Regions from separate parts of the Oryctolagus cuniculus genome. Here region 2 is linked to region 1. Evidence: chromatin contacts called from public Micro-C data. All regions are on one chromosome and are shown on one strand. Each heading gives the region's core, a stretch centred on a gene start, on an enhancer-like site or on the middle of the called end of the contact. The rest is flanking DNA. Distances are from core to core; before and after follow the strand shown.

Region 1 (3,314 bases), core at 379-2,878:
CTTTTCCACAAGGAGAAGCCAGGAATACCGATCAGGTTCTACGGAGCGAAAACAGGTGATGTCATAGCACAGCGCTGTGCGGGCACCGCCAAGGCCGGCTGCGGAGCTGCGGCTCCAGGGAGCGCGGCGATGCAAGGTGTCCGAGGGCCGCGAGGACACCGGCGAGGACGCGGCACCAATCAGCTTCTTGCTCTGCGCCAGCCTTTGTTCTCGCTGGGGAGCAGGTTCCCGCGGCCCTCGTCGCCCACCCGCGACCGACCCACACGCGCGCCGCCCACCGCTGCGGAGACCGCCCGCGCGGGTCGGCCCGGCACACCCGGTCCGCAGAGCTTTCCGCAGTGACTGCCCGCTGGCCCCGCGGCGCGGACGCCGAGCCCCTGACTCACCATTTTTTTGAGCTCTGGGAGAGGCAGGTCCAGAGCAATAGTTTTAAATGGCAGTTTGCTCTCTGAGGCTGCCTTCCCGGGCAGGGCTCTGAGCTCTCTCCGCACGAATCGGACGGGCTGCCTCAGAGCCGGCCTATGGGGGTGACGAGACTGACCTCGCTCTCGCTAGCCCTTTCGTGACGGACAAGCCGAGGAACTTCCACGGCTGGGAGGGGGGCGAGAGGGAAATGCTCCAACACAAACGCTCGACTGATTGCTGAAATATACCTCAGATTTCTTTACCCACATCCCTTACCCCACTCCCATCTCTGGGCTTTCTCACAGAGCTCGCAATCTCAGTGATGCATAAAGTTCTTCGAGATCCTAAAGGCAAAGCGCTACCCCATTGCCTTCTTTACAGCCAAGCTTGGATTTTGGCTGACAGGAAGCCTAGTCCCTACCCCGGTGGAAAATAACGTTTTAGCTCCCCCTTCCCTCCTCAAGAGATCACGAAATGTTTAGCTCAGTCTTGGTCCCTCTAGCGAGCTCTAGCTCCCAGCAATTTATCTCACTCTGCTTTCCACAGCGCCAGGGACCCAGACGAGGAGGAGTGGCTTACCGCGGGGGCGGCGCTAGTCTTCCAGGTTCGTTTGCATACGACACACCCCCTTCCTCTTATTGGTGGAATAGCGCACACTGTATTCCCTCCCACCCCGCTACCCAACTAACCCGCCATCTCCCTTCGGTTCCGAGCCTCGGAGATAAACTTAACTTGCCCGGAGATTCAAGGCGTCCTCGGCCTTTACGATTGGTCGGCGCGGCGCCCAACCGGGATCTAAAAGCTCATTGGCTGTGTGCTAGCGACCCGGGGGCGTGGCCGGAGCTGTCCGATTGGCGGGAGGGGGCGGTCCCGAAGCGTGGAGGTGGTGAAGGTGGTGGGGCGGCGGGGGCGGGGCCGCACTGAGGAGCTGCGGCGGCGGCGGCGGCGGCAGCAGCGGCAGCGGTGGCGGCTGCTCGTCCTAGCCTGGCGGGGGCGGGGGTCTGGAGGATGGGGGCGGGTGGAACAACGGGCCGGTGAGGAGCAGCCGCCGCCGTGTCAGCCGTCGCTCGGGCAGCCGCCGCAGTGGTCGCCTCGGGCAGCGCCGCTCTCTCGCTGGCCGTCGCCTTCCATCCCGACATCCCGCCGGGAGGAGGCTGAGGCGGCGAGGCACGGCCGGCGACGGCGGCGAGCCGGTCCGGCCCCGCAGCGGCGCGGCTGACGGCAGTGACAGTGCACCCGACCCGCCGCCCACCCTCGCCCTAGCCTTCGACGCCGGCGGCCACGATGAACCGGAGCGGCGGCAGCCCGTCGGCCGCCGCCAACTACCTGCTCTGTACCAACTGCCGGAAAGTGCTGCGGAAGGTACGGCCCGGGCCTGGGGTCCTGCCCCGGAGGGGCTCTTCCTGCCGGCCGGAGCTCGCGCCGCGGGGCCCCGGGGGCGCGCGGGGGCCGAGGCTCCGGGGTCTCCCCTGGCACTGCCCCTTACCCGGAGACGAAAAAGGGGGCGTGGGTTTCGGGCCGCTGCTGTTTTTCATCTCTGTTGGGACAGACGCCAGTCTCGAGGGCTGTTTTTTTTTTTTCTTATTTCTTTTCTCTGTATCTTTTTTCATTCTTCTTTCTGTGTGTGTGTGTGTGTGTGTGTGTTTGTGTGTGTGTGTGTGTGTGTCCGCGCGCACGCGCGCGCCTACCTTCGGTCTGTTTTCCAGCCCGCCTCCCTACCTTGCTTCTCCGGACACTGGGAGGGAGGCACTCGTCGATCCTCCTCCCTGGGCCGTTTGGCTGTCGATGGAGGTCCGGGTGAAATCAGAGCAGCCTGGGCTGGGCTGGAGGAACCCGGCTCCGTCGTGGCTGTGGCTAACTCTCGGGGTGTTGTTTGTTCGGTTGCTTTGCCTTGCCCAGCAGCCCCCTTTCCGTGTTCTTCCGATGGTCCTCCTGTGTCTGTAGTTCACTCATGAAAAGAACCAGTAAAGCATCTTGAACTTAATGCCCCGTGGGAGATGCTTTTCGACCTTACCGGTTCCTCGGCTGGGGGAGGAGGAGGGGTGGATGTGGTTATCCCTGCCTAGCACCCCCTCCCCAGGCTCCATCCGGACGCACCGCCAGCTTATTGCTTCCCAGATTGAGGGATAGAAAGTTTAGTATTGTTTAGCTTACTTGGCTTGCTCTCTCGGGGATGGGGGGGGGGGTGCGTGGGGGCGGGGGTGTGTGAAAAAATGTCTCTTTAGATCGAGAAGAGTTTTTAATCAGATTTTAACAGCCGCCCCTATAATGCTGTCAGATTATTCTTCTCCGAGCTCTTATTTTTGCATTTCATTGAGTGGAAACATCAGGTGAGGTGCTTCTGTTTGTCCAGTTCAAATGAATTAAAATTGCTGAGCTGTGCAAATGCATGGGGACTGAGAGACTGAGATGAATGCGGTACCAGTTTTAGTCGATTTCCCTAAACACAGTTCACTTCAGGATTGTTCTTTACATGTTAAAAAGGAAAAGAAAGAAAGCTCGTAAGTAAGCAAGCTTAAATATTTGCGCTCTTTGTCCAAAAACTGTTTTTCTTCCTCTGTGGGTCAGGCCAAGTGCCAATCAAAGTTGTTTTTCAAGCCTCTTTTCCCTGCAGTAGAGCTGCTGCATTTTTTTCCCCTATTTTATTTGTGAGCATGAGGAAAGCGGAGGGATTGCAGATTTGAAGTTAATCAAACAGCTAAAAATGCCTTAAATTGTGTTTATTGGATATGTTTCTCTTGAAACAGATTTTTATTAAATGTGCATGTTGAATATGTGCAGTTATTTTTTTCCATAAACTCCGGGATCAAATTACAGTTGATACTTGCTCCGCTCATTGTAGGGCAGGCAGCTTGTGAGAAATGTAATGGATCAGAAGTGCAGATCAGCTTAGTTGAATGTTAACTCTT
Region 2 (3,716 bases), core at 1,109-3,608, 500 kb before region 1:
TATTGTGTGTGCGTGTGTGTGTGTGCGTGTGTGTGTGTGCATTTATGTGGGCACATGCATTCATGGCTCTTTTCCCAGCTCTTAAAGCTCCACCATGACTCATTTCTTTCTCTTCCCCATCCCCCATAATCATCACAACATATTGAAATAACTGGAAATGACAAATAGCAATGTTTTATTTTATTATTACTGTAAATCAGTAGTACAAAAAGGATGTTGGCTTGGTAGGTCAGACTCATTAGTCTTCGAGTTTCCTGGAAGTCAGAGATTTTTAAAAATCAGAAGGGTATTGAGTCTGAGTCTTGAGGTTGCCTTTCTGTTTGGGTGAAGGACAGACTTCAGGGAAAATTTTTGAAAGGCCTCTTATCAAAATGTTTGTCCTGGTTACTCTTGAATGAATGATTTGAACATTTAGGTTCTTTTTACAGGGACGTTTTTCTTTATTGAAGTGAAGGAAGTTAAAATGCTTCAAGAACTGGGCTGCTTTATGCAGCACTTAACATGGTCCTAAGAAGGTACTCAGGATGCATTTGTTGATTAAGAGATTGAAAAGTCACCTCTAATACGCTGCTTAACTCCTTTCTCTATTAATAAAAACAAATGTAATCCTGGCACACAAATGTGTAATCTGGAAATGGGTTTTAGAAATCCACTCTACTGAATAAATGGGCCATTAGAGCCCATTATTACCAAGGTTGAAAGGTACAGTTGTCTGGATGGAGGTGGGAGCTCAGGGATAGGGGCAGGGATAGTTAACTGTTTCAAAATGTTGATGGAGAAAAGAACTTAGCCCTTGTGTTTTCATCTGCCTGATATTCCTACCGGCAGCCTAAATGTCATAATATCTGGAAATTGTCAAAAACTGTGAAGAGTTGAGATTTTGCTTATAAGCCAATAGTTAGACCATTGCAACTTCATAGATGCTGGTGAAAAAAATACTCCTGGGACATAAGCACAGGACTTTATTACTCAGAGAAATAAAAATAGGCAGGCAGAGTATAAGAATTATCTTGTAGTTCTCTCATCTCCAGTTTCCATAGGGTGACATGAAGAAGGCCAGGTGACATCTGCACATGTAGTAGATTGCATGACAAAAAGGAACTCTGAAATTAGGGTATCCAGATTCATTACAATTGCCAGAAGCATGCCTAATAGACACTGTATCTTCCAAGGTGGTTTCTATATAAAGGTCCTTGAAAAGATAGTCCAGGACAAAGGATGTCAGTGCCTCTCATTAGAAGATGTTCAGAAAATGGGTTTCCCATGGAGAAATCATCTTCCAACAGAGAGCTCTTGAAAATACATGGTATCGGCCAGCGCCGCGGCTCACTAGGCTAATCCTCCGCCTGCAGCGCCGGCACACCGGGTTCTAGTCCCTGTCGGGGCGCCGGATTCTGTCCTGGTTGCCCCTCTTCCAGGCCAGCTCTCTGCTATGGCCAGAGAGTGCAGTGGAGGATGGCCCAAGTGCTTGGGCCCTGCACCCCATGGGAGACCAGGAAAAGCACCTGGCTCCTGCGTTTGGATCAGCGCGGTGCGCCGGCCGCAGCTTGCTGGCCGCGGCGGCCATTGGAGGGTGAACCAACGGCAAAGGAAGACCTTTCTCTCTGTCTCTCTTTCTCACTGTCCACTCTACCTGTCAAAAAAATAAAATAAAATAAAATTAAAAAAAAGAAAATACATGGTATCTGTGCCTTCTGGATGCTATCTCATTTCCATGCTTTCTTTAGGCCACCATCTTAACTGAAACATAGTGGTTCTCCCTTTCTTCATTTTCCTGCTTTCAAACCTGGCTTGTAATTACCTAGGATATTTTTGTTTCCTTGAGTGTGTTCCTTGAGAGTTCCCAGGAATTTTTGAAGTCAAGACAGATGACAATTTAATTAGGTTTGTGACAAAAGAAGCTAACTTCTTCTGAGGCCACTAGTGATACTTGATTGACCTTGACATGGGAAGAAGAGAATAAATAGGAAGGAAAAAATGTAGTGAGGCAGAGTGGAGACAGAATGGGCAAAGGAAGGATAAGGGAGAAAAGGGGAGGAGGCGCAACAACTATCTCCTTCCTTCCCAGTAAGAAGGCTGTATATTGTGAGGATGAGCAACAAAGAGAATAAAACTATTTGACAAGAGTTGGCAGCTACTATTTTGGCAACCAGGTTGCTGAGCAGAAAACAAAAGAGAAAAGAAGGAAAGAAAAAAGGAGAGGTGGGGGAACTATTGCACAGTTCAAATCTAACTGCAATAAAATTTTCCTTGGATATTTTTATCTGCCATTTCCAACAGAATCAGGGACAGTATTTAGCATCTATTTATGAAAAGTAAAGCAGTGAGTCATAGAATACTGGTAAGGCTAAGGCCCCAGAGGAAACTGTGTGGGTAGCAAAGAAATTAAGCTTTCATACATTGAACTAGCTGCAAAAGATAAAGATCCTCTCTCACACCCTCTCTCTCATCTATTTAGAATAGTGAACAATTTAAAGGCAATTTGTTGAAAACATGTTATGTAACTAAAAAGTGAATGCTTGATATCCACAATTCTCAGAGAAACTTAAATTAATGTAGACTTTTCTATAGGTGAGAATGGGGTCTCCATCAGTACTACTGGACTTGTTATGGTGCCTATGTCCATGAGGCATCATCTCGATAGTGCTTTTTAATCATCTCAGTTGCACAGCAAACACTGGTATAAAAGTGAAACAACTTGCCCATTAGTAGGTCAGAAACATGAACTAGACCACCTGACTCCAAGTCTAGATTTTTGACATACAGTATTAAACTGTAATGAAATTAATAATGTGGAAACACAAGGGAGAAAGCATGCCAATTCATGCTCTCTCTCCTCAAAAGTTGACCATCTGTATAGAAGGGCTTCTGTGTATGAAAGGCAGGAAGGAGAGATTGCTAAATAATCTGCTCTCAACAACAATATTCTTGGGTCTTATACTTTGATCTCTTAAAAAAGTAGCTGAATTTTCACATGAAACAATGTAATCTTTCTCATTTTCATTCAAGTGATTAAATCTGGTATACTGGAAGTTTTATTTTGAAACCCAGATTTCCTGCAGAATAGCTTTCCTACACAGCAGGTCTTGCACAAGTCATAGAATCCATGGACAGGATGGGATGACGGGTATAAAATGTTACATCCTAGCTGAATGAAAATAATAAATATCAGTCTGTAAGTGGCAACCCAAATCTACTTTCTTTTCAAAAAGAGATAATGAATTAAATTAGCCCTATCCAAAAAAGGAATTCTAGCTAATTTTTTTAAATTCTCCAACCACCAGTATGTCATAGCTAGTCTTACCTAGCACTGTCCTACCTCCTTTCTAAATGACTGCTGCATATGATCTTCTGTTGTTATTGCTCAATAACCATTATTCTACTTTTGTCTTCTCCGCATATTGATCTTATAAATGTTGATGGTCTCAGAGTGGAAATCTCTTATGTGCATGAGATCTGTTACTGTGAACCATGTCTACAAAAATGCTAGATACGGGTGGTGCCGCCGCTCACTTGCCTAATACTCCGCCTGCAGCGCTGGCACCCAGGTTCTAGTCCCAGTTGGGGCGCCAGATTCTGTCCCGGTTGCTCCTCTTCCAGTCCAGCTCTCTGCTGTGGCCCGGGAGTGCAGTGGAGGATGGCCCAAGTGCTTGGGCCCTACACCCGCATGGGAGACCAGGAGGAAGCACCTGGCTCCTGGCTTTGGATCAGTTTAG

The links. A called contact is a pair of places that touch in the nucleus more often than the background predicts.
Region 2: a contact with region 1 is called in a Micro-C map of ear pinna, with 5 times the contacts expected there. The contact joins the enhancer-like site here to the promoter of SESN3 in region 1. A contact is called at or near these places in 4 of 6 Hi-C or Micro-C datasets (ear pinna, embryonic fibroblasts, skin fibroblasts and 1 more).

Annotation. Positions count from the first base shown.
Region 1 is chr1:86,604,127-86,607,440 of mOryCun1.1, reverse strand. It overlaps SESN3 (sestrin 3), which reads left to right and starts at 1,628. Exons shown (of 11, transcript XM_008262422.4): 1 at 1,628-1,767. It overlaps LOC103349689 (a long non-coding RNA gene), which reads right to left and starts at 1,002. Exons shown (of 4, transcript XR_011390185.1): 1 at 387-1,002.
Region 2 is chr1:87,108,548-87,112,263 of mOryCun1.1, reverse strand. All of the region lies in intron 13 of FAM76B (family with sequence similarity 76 member B), which reads left to right. Among named protein-coding and RNA genes, the nearest start is that of FAM76B, 100 kb to the left of the region's middle. Within about 2 kb of position 2,358, at least 2 of the 8 cell types and tissues checked have an H3K27ac peak or open chromatin away from gene starts, as enhancers often do.